4 separate regions of the Sus scrofa genome follow, and regions 2, 3 and 4 are each linked to region 1. Evidence: chromatin contacts called from public targeted proximity ligation data. All regions are on one chromosome and are shown on one strand. The core of a region is the stretch at or near the end of the contact, and the rest is flanking DNA. Distances in the headings are between cores, read along the strand shown.

The links.
Region 2: a contact with region 1 is called in a targeted proximity ligation map of skeletal muscle. A contact is called at or near these places in 1 of 47 Hi-C or Micro-C datasets (embryonic fibroblasts) and 1 of 2 datasets of targeted methods (skeletal muscle).
Region 3: a targeted proximity ligation map of alveolar macrophages shows a contact between it and region 1. A contact is called at or near these places in 2 of 2 datasets of targeted methods (alveolar macrophages and skeletal muscle).
Region 4: a targeted proximity ligation map of skeletal muscle shows a contact between it and region 1. A contact is called at or near these places in 3 of 47 Hi-C or Micro-C datasets (fetal heart ventricle, fibroblasts and skeletal muscle) and 2 of 2 datasets of targeted methods (alveolar macrophages and skeletal muscle).

Annotation. Positions count from the first base shown.
Region 1 is chr3:102,555,709-102,559,390 of Sscrofa11.1, forward strand. The region is part of intron 1 of CDC42EP3 (cdc42 effector protein 3); the gene reads left to right. Among named protein-coding and RNA genes, the nearest start is that of CDC42EP3, 19 kb to the left of the region's middle.
Region 2 is chr3:102,727,029-102,730,710 of Sscrofa11.1, forward strand. No RefSeq gene overlaps it. Among named protein-coding and RNA genes, the nearest start is that of QPCT, 94 kb to the right of the region's middle.
Region 3 is chr3:102,383,830-102,387,511 of Sscrofa11.1, forward strand. No RefSeq gene overlaps it. Among named protein-coding and RNA genes, the nearest start is that of RMDN2, 78 kb to the left of the region's middle.
Region 4 is chr3:102,421,688-102,425,369 of Sscrofa11.1, forward strand. No RefSeq gene overlaps it. Among named protein-coding and RNA genes, the nearest start is that of CDC42EP3, 120 kb to the right of the region's middle.

The DNA of each region.
Region 1 (3,682 bases), core at 538-3,037:
GACCTGTGTAATATTCATTTCTATGTATACACCTTAATTTGTATAACCAGTCCTCTAAAGTTTTATAGAAGTTCCCAGGCTAGAGACTGAATCCAAGCTGCAGGGACAAGAATTGAACCCATGCCTCTGCAGCAACCCAAGCTGCTGTAATTCTGTTCTTAATCCCCTGCACCATAATGGGAACTCTGTGATTTGTTGTTTTGATAAATTTCACCCTCCACTGAGGTTGGACCTGTATATGCTTCCCTACCCTTAACAGCACAACATATTATCAATTATACTTTAAACAGGCTTGGAAAGCACCCCCTTTGTCTTTGGGAGCTGACTGAGTTCCCAGAAAGTGTGCTCCTTAAATGTAAAGACCTCAGTGTCTGGAGCCCAAGATCAGTCACTTGGCTTAGTGCTGGTAGCCATGTAGCTTTGGCAAAGCCTGTGCCTCGGGGCCTCATGGCTAAAATGGGGACATTAACATGGGTTCTTGTGAATGAGCTAGTGCACATCAAAGGTTAGAACAGTGCTCAGCACATAGAGACACTCTCAATAAACATTTCCTGTCATATGAAGTGTTGGTGGTTCCCAGTAGACACATACATACCCTCTGAGGACGCATGCCCTCCCCACTTTGTTCCCAATGAAGAAACTGCCTCTTAGGCTCCTGCATTAACAACAGCTGAGATGATGTTGCCAGCAGTCAGCCTGGGAAAGGAAAGGGGTGTGGCTGTCCACTGACTGATAAGCCAGGGAGCCCAGAATATTCAGAAAGGAGGAGAGGAAAGCGTCAGGGTAAAGTCATTGATACTGGATTATCTCTTCTGGGATCAAGCATGGCTGTCCCTGAGCTGGAAGAGGGAAAATAACAGATAAGATAGAGGGATAGAGTCAGAGCTCTCAGATATTTCCCCAGCATCATATCACAAACATCAGCTCGTCTAAAGTTATAAAATTGTTATTTCTTCAGCAAGTTCCCTTTTTTTTCCCTTAAACTTCCAATGTACTAGGGGAGCTCTTACCCCTGGCATAGTAGAAATTCAAATTATTGTTTCCAAAGTCCTAGAAGCCTCCATCCTGTCATGCAGCAAATACTATGTAAATATTTGTAGAAAGAAAGAAAAACGCCTTTTAAGGTATTCCCATTCTCCTACTCCTGAGAATCTCACTGCCTGAAGCTTATCTAACCTCTACTCACCAACCGTTTTCTTAGTTTTTTCTCTATTTTTTTTGTTGTTGTTGTTGTTGCTTCTCTCCCACCTTTGTGTCCACTCCGCTGACATAAAACTCAACTTCTACCAGGCCGAGCAAATCTCTGGTGAGGGGCCTGCAGTGCCCATGGCCATGGATGTGGCCAGGCAGGGACTGAGGACTGGGCATTCCTCCCCTGGGCCTTCCAAGTATAGCAAACATATCCTCTACCTTCTCTCCTTACTTTTGCTCCCCAACATCCCCAGTCACTGTACAAGTAAAGGGTGAATGTGAGTGATCTAGTCAGAGAAGCAGAGAAGCACTCTTGACTACATCTTCATGGTATTTTTACTTCTCTAAGGGGTTTGAAATGAATGCCATGCCTTGGTTCTGGCCTTGCATAACCCTGGCTCCACCAGCTGACCACACACCGCCCTTGCATGCCCTGGAGTTATGGTGGACACACTGGATTGTTCCATGGCAGCTGCCCTCCTGGCCATGTATGCTGAGGACATGGCTCTAGTGGGCAGCTGTTCCTTAGGGTGCCCCCCACCCCCACCTTCTGCAGGCCCAGCGTCTCAGCTGTTCCTGCAGGCAGTCATCACGCTATGCCCAGAAGGGCAGGGAGGTGATGTCAGCCACCCTGGGTGCAAGAGCCCTGGGCTGTTGTACACTTAGAGGGTAAAGACATTCTGATGTTTTAGCAGGAAGACCCAAGACTTCCACTTTTGTTACTATTAAGACCCAAATTAGAATTAACGCTATGAGAATGTCAGGCTCACAGGCATGCCTTACTGTGCTAGGGTTCCCCATCTACTTGCTTGGTATCAAGCGTCTCTTGATAACATGGTATCTCTGTGCCCTCCTAATCTGTGTTGGGAAGGCAGACTCTCCAGGCTCCTCTGGGGAGTGTGTGGTCTTATCTGACAGCTTCCAGGTTAGTCTGTTCTGGGTGCAAACCCTCATGCAGCACTAGCCTCCTCTCCACTCCCAAAATTAGGGTACAGTGGTCTCTCCACTTTTCCTCTGCCTTCTCAGGCCTGGGTGCCTGCTCCTTCCCAAAGAGAGCCAGCTGTTACCTTGCCAGTGAGTACTAGAGTACAGTTATCGACACCTGCCACAGGCAAATGAATTTAAAACTCTTGTTGAAAGGAAAGATAGATGGGGCATGGGGCACATGCACACAGCCAGCTGCTACAAAGCAAATGTGGCTCTCAAGCCACCATCTAACCCAAGCCTCAGAGTAATTACGTATTTATTTGCTCTGTGGCCAGGGGGAGGAGAGCCCAATGGGAGAGGTCACAGCAGAGCCATTTTAGGAACTCCCACAGTGAGGAAGGTTTTAGCTTCTCCATGTTGGCTGATGTGACTGAAGAGTTGGAGGATTATTTTCAAGAGGTGAAGAGTGTCTCATATTTCAGATGAGAGCCCTCAAGCCTCCATGTAGCGCATCATTTCTAATTGTGTAATGTAGCATGCGCAGGGAAGGTACGTTAATTTTCTACAGGCAGTGGCTTCCCCCACCCATTGTCTGACAGTGTTTGCAGGTCAGGAGTTCCAGCAGAGCTTAGATGCATAATCTCAATAGGCTGTAAACTAGGGGTTGGAGCTAAGTCCTCAACTTCCCCTTGGACACTTCTGGTTCCAAGTGATCAGGAAGATCCACTTCCAGGTTCCCTCAGGTTGCTGGCAGAGTTCATCTCAGTATAGTGGCATCCTATTTTTTTTTTTTTCCTTCTGCTTCTTGGTCCACACTCATGGCACATGGAGCTTCCCAGGCTGGGGTCTCATCGGAGCTACAGCTGCCGGCCCACACTACAGCCACAGCAACGCCAGATCCAAGCCATGTCTGCAACCTACACCCAGCACACAGCAACAGCCAGATCCTTAACCCACTGAGTGAGGCCAGGGATTGAACCCGCCACCTCATGGTTCCTAGTCGGATTCGTTTCCACTGTGCCACAATGGGAACTCCATATAGTGGCATCCTTTTTCAAAACCAGTAAAGGAAGTCTTCCTCTAGTCCGCTAAGATGGAATGTTTTATTTTTATTTATTTTTAATTTTTGTCTTTTTAGGGCCGCAGCCACAGCATATGGAAGTTCCCAGGCTAGGGATCGAATTGGAGCTACAGCTGCTGGCCTACCCAACAGCAACACGGGATCCAAGCCATGTCTGTGACCTACACCACAGCTCACAGCAATGCCAGATCCTTTACCCACTAAGCGAGGCCAGAGATCGAACCTCCATCCTCATGAATGCTGGTCAGATTAGTTTCTGCTGAGCCACGACAGGTACTCCTGGAGTCTTTTATAATGTAATCTAATCAGGGTTGTGACATCTCATGACCCTGGTTAGCAGCAAGTCACAGGTTCTGCCCACAAAAGCATTAGTACCAGGAGGCCACATACCCAGGTTACCTTGGAATCCTGCCTACCACAGGGGAAAGATACAAGCTTATCAGCTAATGTTTCAAAAGAACTCTCATGTTAAGACCCAGCGTA
Region 2 (3,682 bases), core at 628-3,127, 170 kb after region 1:
AAAACCAGATAGCATATTTTAAACATAGAAATAAACCTTAACCCTTACCTCACACCATGCACAAAAATCAATTCAAAATTGATCATAGAAATAGAAGCTAAAACAATAAAACATCTGGAAAAATACATGAGAGAAAATCTTTGTGACCATGAGGTAGGTAAAAATATTTTTGGTCTAGAGCAAATTAAAAGCACAAAACATAAAACATAAACGTATAAATTAAACAGAAGATTTGAATAGACTCTTCACAAAAGAAGGTATACAAATGCATGAAATGATGCTCAAGATCTTTCATCAACAAGAAATGCATATTGAAACCTCTACATACCATTGAATTATCTAAAAATAATGACTGAAACCATCAAGTTTACTGAGAATTTAAGGCTACATTATTTTTACTTATTATTTCATACATTATTGTTGGGAATGCAAAATGGAATAACAATTTTGGAAAACTGAATAACAGTTATAAAGTTCATATAGACTTCATAAAATTTTATAAAGTATTCAAACTTCCCATATGACCCAGCAATCCCACTCCTAGGTATTTATCCAAGAGAAAAAAAAATGTAGGTCTCCACAAAAATTTGTACATGAGTAGTTATAGCAACTTTATTCATAATAGTCAAAAATTATTAACAACCCAAATGTCTACAAACTTGAAAATGGATAAACAAATTGTAGTATATACATACAGCAGAATTCTACTCAACAACAATGTATATGTTGACACATACAGCAAAATGGATGAATCTCAAAAATATGCCACAAAAGCATATATGCCATAAGAGTCCTTAAAAATCTAGAGCAGGCAAAACTATCAATAGTAACATAAAGCAGATCAGTGGTTGTCAGGGGCCAAGAATGACAAGAATTTACAACAAAGGATCAGAGAATTTGGGGTTAATAGAAATATTCTGTGTCTTGACTAGAGTAGTTGTCACAGTTGCACATATTTATCAAAAATTATTGAAATGTACACTTTAAATGTATGCATTTTATTAAACATAAATTATACTTCAATAAAACTTCTTTTGTATACAGAAAAATAAATCAGGTTTCACAGAATGACCAATGTATATTCTGTTATTCACACTGGTATGTAAGATTTTGAGATCATACAGTGTTCTAAAAGGCCGATTTCCATTTGGAGTCTTGTTGTGATCTTTTTGTCTTGAGCAGGGCTATACCTATGACAAGCTGTATTTTCCAAACACTGAACCACCCCACAAGCTAGACCACAGTATGGCCTTGATATTCCTCCCATCAAATAGTAGGATCTGTGTTCCCTCTCATTATTTCTAAGTACATTTAGATTTGCTTAGAACCAACAGAAATGCAGCAGACATGACACTGCATGCCTTCCAAAGCTAAGTTAGAAAGAGTAATGTAACTTCTCCCTAACTCATTGGAGCACTAGCATTAGAGCCTTGAGCTACCATGGTAACCAACCCCCTGAGGCCACCATGCTGTGATGAAATGCAGTTATCCCAAGTAGAGAGACTATTTGGAGAAGATCTGAGACTTGGGGAGAGAAAGATGCCCAGCTAGACCCTCACTCCTATAGATACCTGCTGTTCCAGCTCCAGCCACTGCTTAACTATCACCCCTGGAGAAATCCCATGCCAGAACTGCCCATTATAGCCCTTCCCAAATTTCTGACCTGCAGAAACTGTGTCATGATTTGATATGCAGCCTAAGTACAACAACCCCAGCAGTATCACCCTTGGCACAGTGCTCAAAATCAATGGAAGGAGGAAGTATGGTGTCATCATTGTTATTAATAAACCTAGAGCTATTCCCCTCCCTTCAGACTTACTGTTCCAATGTAGAAATCAGCACACCTTTTACTTCAGAGACCGGCAAAACACATGCAGTAAGTGACACCATGTTACCTGAGAAGAGTGGCATTGAATTAATCACCAGTGAGACAGCCTGGCTCTTTTACAGGAGTGGTGACAGATAAACTGCTAAATCCACAAGCACAACACATTCCTCTTTTCTGCACCCTGGACTCCCTCAGAGTCTATTGGAAAAAGAATTTTACCAAAAGTAAATGGGCAAGTAGGACTGCCCTAAGCTGAAGGGCCCTTCGGAAAAACGGGCCTGTTGTTTCTGTCTCGGTAAAGTTATTATGTAAGACCTGGCACTAGACCAGAAACTGGCCCAAACAGACTTTGAAAAATAATTCCACCTCAAAACACATCAGTCTGCTGCATCAGCCTGTTGACAGACAAGCTGAAATTCAGGGAGGCCTACCCACTGGTAGGCATAAGTCCCACAATGGCAGATAATGGGCAAACTGCCTTTATCCTGATCAAAATCCATCCATCCATGTCTGCTTGGCAGCCACCATAAAATAAGTTGAAGCCAATCTTTAAATGTAGCCACAAGGAAGCGCACACACATACACACACACATACACCTTTCTTATTCACTAGTAAGAAGGGGTACAATAGAAATTTAAACATGAACATGCGTTTATTTTAAAGTGAGTATTTATTTTCCAGTTTCCATAGGAAATAAGTAAGCTAATATTATCTTCCCAAAGTAAATACCTTCATGCAAAACTTCCCCAAACTGATTTCAGGTCAAGATTCCTGCTGCAACCTCCTTTTGCCCTCATGCCTCCGAATTCTCACACTGTGGTCTAAAGCACAGAGGATTCTTAGCAGAGTGGCATGACCTTACTTCTTCCCCTAGCTCTTCTGAAAGTTGAATCATAGAATCTTTGGTATGCCTCTTGCCAGATCCTACTGCTTGAGAAAAGAGATGAAATCTAATGGGAAACCAAAAATGTGAGGACTCATGGAGATTTCCCTGTCAGTTCTGCTTGGCCATGGCCATCCTATGCTGCCTATTAGCCTCCTTATTGGATCTTTTCTGGAATTATGTAAACCAGGAGGGCTGAAGTTTGGTTTGGGTTGTATTCTTGTGGAGCCCTGTGAGTTTTGTGTTGCTGTGCTTTTTAATAGTACTTGCCCATACACTGTGTTTTGGATTTAGTTTGCCTCTGTAAAGGAGGTTACTGAGATCCTTCTAATTAACCACTCTCTTCTTCATCAGCACCAACAACCTTTAACATCATCTGCCTGATTTTAAAAGAACCAGATATTTCAAATATCCATGTAATGACCCCTACATATTTTTTTTAAATCACCAAAGGATACATTTTCTAGGCACCATCCTTCTTTGGAAACACAGTAAGCTCCTGACATTTTGAGGGGACAGGTCCAGAGACCTTCCCCAACACCAAAATTTCAGACATTGGAATGTTTATTCAGGCCTCTGGCGCTGGGTCAAGAGTCCTGAATTTCCTTTGTATGTCATCACTCTAACCACATTTTGACCTGGATAAATGCATATAAATGGAGAAAACATAACCAACTACAGACTAATACTCAGATAAAGATTAAATTATTGAAGATAAGTATGAAAGGAGAGCTGAAAGGAATCCAAACTTTCTGCTCTTAATAGGAATTAAGCTCTTATGTATTAAAGATTAGTTATTGAAATCATTAGGCTGACTACAGAAAAGTTATTAAGATTTTTTATCATTACAAAGTGCACATTCTATTGTTGCTTAATGTATTCACTGTATGAATTCTATCTTTAAATCTTAAAGCCTTTATGTGTCATTAGAATATAAATGTCAAAACACTGTATGTATCACCCAAAATAC
Region 3 (3,682 bases), core at 667-3,166, 170 kb before region 1:
CCCCTAGCCTGGGAACCTCCATATGCCGCGGAAGTGGCCCAAGAAATAGCAAAAAAAAAAAAAAAAAAAAAAACAATGTCCACAGCAAGTGGAAATGCTTCCTAATTCAGGGCACAGAGCTAGTCAGGCCATATATCTTAGCTGTTTTCATTAACCAAGGTAATACTTTAACCACTCTCTGCCTAATTTCTTGTCCATTTCTCAAACAGTTCAGAACTCAGATGAGGGAAAGCGAGCTGTTATGTATTGACTTAAATAAATTTCATCATTTCCCTTTAAAATGTCACTTTTCCCTAGCTGGTTCTGCACAGAACAAAAGAAATAAGAAAATACTCCAAATTTGCTCCCTACCCACACTATCTCATCATTGCATTACAATCCTCATGATAATGCATTAGCTTTTTCTTGACATAAAAATTATCAAACTGCTGTTAGTTCATATGTTTCTACCCAAAACTGGCAACCAGAACTCTAAGATTAATTGCAAGAACTATAAAGAGATTTTAGGACATTTCCCCCGAGAGCCTCCATGAATAGCACCAAGATGAGCAGTAACCCCAGGCTTCAGAGCCCCCCACTGCCATGTCAGGTTATGATGCCTTCTTTCCTATGATGCCTTCTTTCCTAGCCAAATCCCAAAAGAAAAGTCTTCTCAGATCTTCAGGAGTATGTATGACATGAAAAGCTCATTTGGGTAAAGGGAACCAGACCCTCGACATCTGACACTAACGAGGTGCCCTTCCCTTGGCTTAAAGGGATCTGGAGGAGGACGAGCAGATAACCTTCAGCCTAAATAAGTAAAATCATCACTGCTCTGGAATCTCTCTGAAGCATGCCCGGTTACGGTGTGGAATTCCACAGGGCGCGTGGCCCTCTTGGACTCCATCCAAAGGAGTAAGCTATCAGAAGGAACTCATCCTAACACAGGTCCCTGGGACAGTGTTCATCAGCAAGCTCCGGGGTAGCTGGTAAAATTCTGGGACTAGTCAGTTAACCACACCATGCTTGTTAATATAGTCAAGTCTCTGTTAAGAAGCAACAACCCAGTTTGTCACTCACCCATTCCCCATTCCTTCACTGCCCAGTTAGCTTCTGGCTTGTTCATAAGGCAGCTCTGGGGGTCTGACAAAATAAGCCTCTTGTTCACAAAGCTTAAACCAGAGGGTTTTCTTATGATCTGTTTTTTTTCTATCACCAGCACCTTGACCTCCTGGCATGCTCTTGGCTAATTGAAGTTGCCGAAGGCATAAGGATTCTGCTAATGGACTCAGCTCTCCCATAGGGGTCAGACACCAAGACAATGTCACAGCTGTGAAAGAAGAGCCCAGATGGCCAGGCTCAGGTGGTAAAGACCTTCAGAATCTGCCTTGAGGCTCTCAATGGCTTCAGATTGAAAACTATCTTGGCCCCATCCACAAATGTAAGGCATTTAATGACAGCCTGAAAGCACAGAGCTTAAACAGAATGATGAGCACAGGGCAGGAATTTGGACTCCAGAAGAACTGGCTAAGCACAGATTATTTTTCTACGGTATTTGACGAGAACAAACGAAGTAAGAATTTTCCTTTTGTTCGTCTGGCCTTTGGCATTGTTTACTTTCTTTTTATGATTCTCAAAGGCACTTAGAGCTCTGGCAGTGTTTCTGTCCTAAAATCTTATTGTCAGAAGTTTATTTTTCAGCTGTTTCAAATCATATCTGGTAGAGTGAGTGCTTTGCCTGGGCTCATCACTTTACCTCAGAAGAAATAAAGTTCACCCTTTAAATGACAATATTGATTGTCTACAGCTTTAAGTTTTCTGCACTTAAGCTGCAGGCTTCATTTCAAAATATGTTTTCTCTCAGCACAAAGGAACTATGGTAGAAGACTCCACTCTGCTGGTGTCTGGGTAATGACCTAACACCGTATTTTGGACTATCGCTGTGTTTTGTCAGATTTTCACTGCCTGTGGAGTAATTCTTTGTCAATGGTGGTTTCGTCAGCTGTGGTTTTGAGGCAATGAGGTTTTATGCTTGTGTTTGAATTTTTTTGAAAATATATAAGCTTTTAACATTTACAGAGCTACGTTCAGTCCTCTTTTAAAAGGAACCCAATATCCTGTTTTTCCTCCTCCTCCATCAGAGGGGATAGCGTGTACTTTACCGGCTGCCCCTCCAGAATGTGGACAGGCTACTTAAGACAAAAAAATGCACTCTTCAGTGCTGTGATGATCTCTGAAAAGCCCAGGTTAACTTAGCCAGTGTCTTCTTGACACCTATGAAAAGTCAGCGTGTGAAAGAGGGTAGCATAAGGGTTAGGAGGCTGTGCTCTAAAGCTTCACTACCTGACTGAACTCCAGCTGTTTAGTGGGTTAAAGGGTGCCCTTCCCCCAGATATGAGCACCTCCTCACCCTGGGAACCTGTGAATGCAGCCTTATTTGGAAAAAGGGCCTTTGCAGATGTAAATACACTGAGAATGTCTGAGATGAGCTCATCCTGAATTACCAGGGTGGGTCTTGTAGCCAGCGACAAGTGTCTTATAAGAGCAGACACAGATGCAGAAGAAGAGGAGGCCATGTGAAGATGGAGGCAAAGGCTGGAGTGATGCTGACCAAGGAACACCTGCAGCTACCTGAAGCTGGAAATATTCTTCCTAAGAGGCTTTGGAGGGAGTGTGGTCCTGCTGGCATCTTGATGTGGAACTTCTGAACCCCAGAACTATGAGAGAATAAATTTCTGTCATCTCAAGCCACCCAGTTTGTGGTAATTTGTTACAGGAGCCTTAGGAAACAAATACATGACTTACCAGCTGGGCAAGCTATGTAATCTCCATAAATCAGATCCCTCAAAGGAAAACCTTCTTCATAGGGTTGCTGTGAGGATAAAATGCCTTCACATAGGTGAGTGGTTCAGAACAGTGTCTGTGCCTGGTGTGCTCACACGAGTGATTTTTGTCTGTCATAACAACCGGCAAATACAACTGAACTGAGATTTCCTATCCAGTATATGCTGGTCAAAAGAGTCACAATCTGAGAAACAGGAACATTCTGGAAAAAACTACTTTGTCTCATCTCAGGGTCTCAGCACAGCTTCCTAAACAGCTAAAGAATATGAAGCAGGAGCAGGACTCTCTGCAAGAGCCTCTCTTTAAATGCCTCTAAATCTGACTGGTTTCAGAAAAGTGAAGCTTTTGAAGATGTTTCTGTGCTGAGACTTGAGAACACACGCATAACATACGACGTTTAAGTTCCCCCCAGCCTCTTGCCCTCCATGAGCTGTAAGCCGCCCATCTGGGTGGTTTCTGTAAGGTTCATCTGCCCTGTGCTATCTCCCGCAGTCCTTGCCTACACAAAACAAGGATTTCAGGCAGGCCAAGAAGCTCGGTATCAGCGCCAGGATAGAGGCAGCAGGCTCTGTCGCACAAGGATGGAGGCAGGTGGTCTGGTGGGAAGTCGTTCCGGCCAGGAGGTGCTGCAGCAGTGCCCGGGATAGACCCAATGGCCTTGCCGCACATGGATGGAGGCAGGAGGTCTCTCCATGCAGAAGCAATCAGCTCAGGACTGGAGCGATTTGGGTCGAAGGGAACTTTCCCTCAAACCAACACCTCAGTGTAACAGTTCTGACCTGGGTTCTTTTTTTTTTTTATTTTTTTATTTTTTTTATTTTTTTTTTTATTTTCCCACTGTACAGCAAGGGGGTCAGGT
Region 4 (3,682 bases), core at 669-3,168, 130 kb before region 1:
TTCAAGTTCAGATGGTTTAAAGATGTCTAGGAATTGTATATTTCAGCTGTGACTTAGAACTAAGATAATACAGAAAGAGAACCAAAGGCAGGGAAGCTCAAGAGTGGCTGAAAGGAATGAATCCATAAGGACCCTGCCCCACATGCCCGGGGGTCCTGTAGAAGATCCTCCTTTGCCCCAAGTTTCTGTTCAAATCTTGTCCTTCTATTCATTAGCTGTGTGACCTTGGGAAAGTTACTTAACCTTTCTTAGTATCTCCATCTAGAACATGGGAAAGATAATAGACCCTCCTCACTGAGCTGTCCTGAGGTTTAAGATAGATCTTGAAAGTGCGGTGGTCATTTGAGCACCTGACTAACAATGCTTACTCCCTCCTTTGTGGCACATGGAAGACTGCATTTCCCTAGTCCCTTGAAGTTGGATTTTTCCATGGGACTTGCTTTGGCCAATGAATTAAGAGCAGAAGTACTCTGTGTTGTTCTATGCAGAAGCGTTTACTAGCCAGTGTAAGACACTGCTGTGCTCCCTTCTTGCATGGCAACCAGGAATGCCATAGATGGAGCAGGTGGAAGCTCTTTTATTCCAGGTTGAAGTATGAAGAAATATGGAGCAGAGATCCCCGGCCAACCTGCATGGGACATTCATAAGATTGAGAAGTAAAGGTATTGTTTGCTATTGAGATTTGGGGGTTGTTTGTTAACAAAGCATAAACTAGCCTACCCTAACTGTAACAATATATGAAGCAACTACTATAGCCCTAAGAATGTAGCAACCTCGTAATAGATAATAGTTCCTATCTTGATTTTTTCAGCAAAGGCCAGGATTACTACCTCTGGAAGCAACCACACAGAATCTAACACAGTTCTGAGCAAATGCTTGTGCACACTTTCATAGTGACAGAAGATGAATTCAAAGTCACTGAGGCTATCAGAAGCCAGGGAAACACTGTGCCCAAGAAAAGGGAAGCCCTTTCCAGCAACTGGAGAGGGAGGACCACTATTTGCCACAGGTGTAGAGTCAAGTCATTATGTACTTTGTTTTTCACCAGCCACAAAGCAAGTAGCAAAAAACTGGTTTCTGTCTCCACGTCAATGAAATTATTTCTGCGGCATAAGCTTAACACATTCTCTGCTCAGAGTAACAGGTAGCAGATGCTGGGGACTTGATCCCAATATTTGGTATTGATTACTTAGTGCAGACACCAAAATCTTTGTTCATATCAACACATGGCATAGGAGTATTTTTCCTATTAAACTCAGTAAGGTATAAAAACATAGGAAACTCATTACACTAGAGTTAAAGGGATCCACAGTTAAAGAAGCTGCTTGTTCTTTCCCAAGGAGTCTCTGGTGACAAAAGTATAAAAGAGGCAGTGCAGGTAAAAGTTATGAGCATTATCTTGGGTGCCCATGAGACACCGGTTTGCATCCCAATTCCTTCACTTAACTGTAAGATGGCAAGAACTTAGAACATACAATGGCCGGGTTGAAAATTTTTCACATTTCTATTATTACTTTGGTCATTTATTCATTCAAAAAATATTTGCTTCAAATTTTCTCTGTGCCATGACTTCACTTCATCTTCCCAGCAGCTCTATGAGGTTGATAGCATTGTTCTCATTTATAAGTGATTAAATTCAGGCACAGAGATAATAAAAATCTCAAGACAATGTGGCTGATTAAGTTAGAGAGTTGGACTTTAAACCCAGATCTTAAATAGAGAAGTCTCAAAAAGTCTCTCATACTCTGTAGAGAGTGGATCTTGTGAGTGAATTCCAAATCTACACAGCTCCCAGAAAAGAAGAGTTCTTCTAGTGCCACCTAACTTACTCAGAAACCCAGTGAGTTTGAACTGATATTTAATATAGAAAGGTATGCTGACAAGGAGTGAGTCATCTCCTGAGCACAAATACCATCTGTGCAGGGAGTGTGTGGTTAAATAGGGAAAATGACTCCCCTGGAGGCCATCCAGACCCAACATGGCAGCTGAGGACAAGCATCCCTTATTTTTTGGCCCAAGAAGTCTCCAGAAGAAGGATGCTGATCTGGATCTCGAAACCAATCCTTGAGCACAAGTTTAAAGCTTATCCAGTAAGTTAAACACAATCTCAGGCATCTTACCTTCTGGTGAAGGCGCTCTGGTGACTGCTGGAAGTCCTGACTATTCCAGGAACAAGTGGGTACATTCTCTGGCCAAGCTCTAGGAGGAAGGGAGCTTGCTTCTCAGCCACTCTGCTGCAGCACCACAGATGCCGTGTCACCAGAAAAATGTGAAGACTGCCCTCCCCAAATCTCATAAGACCCTCATCAGTGGGGCTCCTTCAGCCTGTGACTTAGTCTGTGATTCCTGTGGAGAGAGCAGAGCCAAGAGTAAGCCCCTTTTCTCGGCCTCCCTCAAGTCCACCTGCCTAAGCAAAACCTCATTCTTCATCCAAACAAAAGGGCCTATGCACATCAATTATTTCCAATAATACCTGGGGCTGGGGAAATGGTTCTCCTCAGGGTGGCTCCATAATGCATCATCCAAGCCAGAAACGCTGAAGGTGTAAATGCAGGCAAGGTGGGACTCCAAAATGATAGGCATAAAGCAGGACTGTCCCAAGAAGACTGGGGCCTGTGTCCACACGTGTTCCCCATCAAACCTGTCTCTGCTGGCCCCACTGCAAATTCTGTGGACTCAACACTTGACTGGTGCTGTGTTTACATTTATTGGCCAAAAGGTGCAAAAGAGAATCATGGGGAAATTTCAGCTGCCTGCCTAGAAATATAAGACAAGTATCAGCAATTTAAATGAAGAAGTGGGTTTAGGGGTTTGAACTTCTATCAAATCAAGCCAACCACCCTGGAAGCCAGAGGCCCCAGTTTAGGAGATAGGTGCTCATAGCCTGGTTGGTGGCATTTCAGGGGCAGAAAGAGGAAACCTCTCAATCTGGGATGCTTGTCCTCATTTGTGCTGATTTGCTGCTGCCAACTAAAGGGATCTTAGTTAAAGCTAGAATCACTTGTTTCTTCCTGATGCCTTGAACAAGATTTCCCCCTAGACTGGAGGGTTAGTACAATGTAAACAGTTGTCTCTAGGCTGGCACAGCCACCTTTCCCTTGTGCAACTAGGTTTTCTCTGAAAAGACAGCTATTTAAAGCCCAGCCAACACTTACTGATTTTATTGTGCTGTATCCATGGTGAAATCACAGTCACCAGTTTGAATAGGCTAATCAAGACCCATGAATTGCTGTCTGCAGGAATAGCCACTTTTCCAGAGATCAAAGCCATGTGGCTGGGGAGACAGACTTTTAGCTGCATTTCTTGAATCTTTTTCTGATCAAAGTGATTTATTACTTGAATGTCATAATCAGCTCAGGGTCTTTTTATTTCCATGTTTGGTACCAGACTCCTGAGTATTGGATGATTTAGCGGTTTCAGTCTATTAACCCTTTATAAGGCTTAATCTGTCTTATAAACATTCCTACGGTTTAAAAAAAAAAATCACTATGAACATCTATGAAATGGGAGGAGTTAAGATTTCAAAAATCCCAGCCTCACCTTCTTGTAACCTAAGGATAGACAGCAAGGAGGAGGTAAGGAGGAACCGCCATAGCCAGGCCCTGATGCAATGGTGCCCAGTGAGATGCAGTTTCATACTACATGTGATGGGATGAACCACAGGGAGGCTTCGGCACAACTT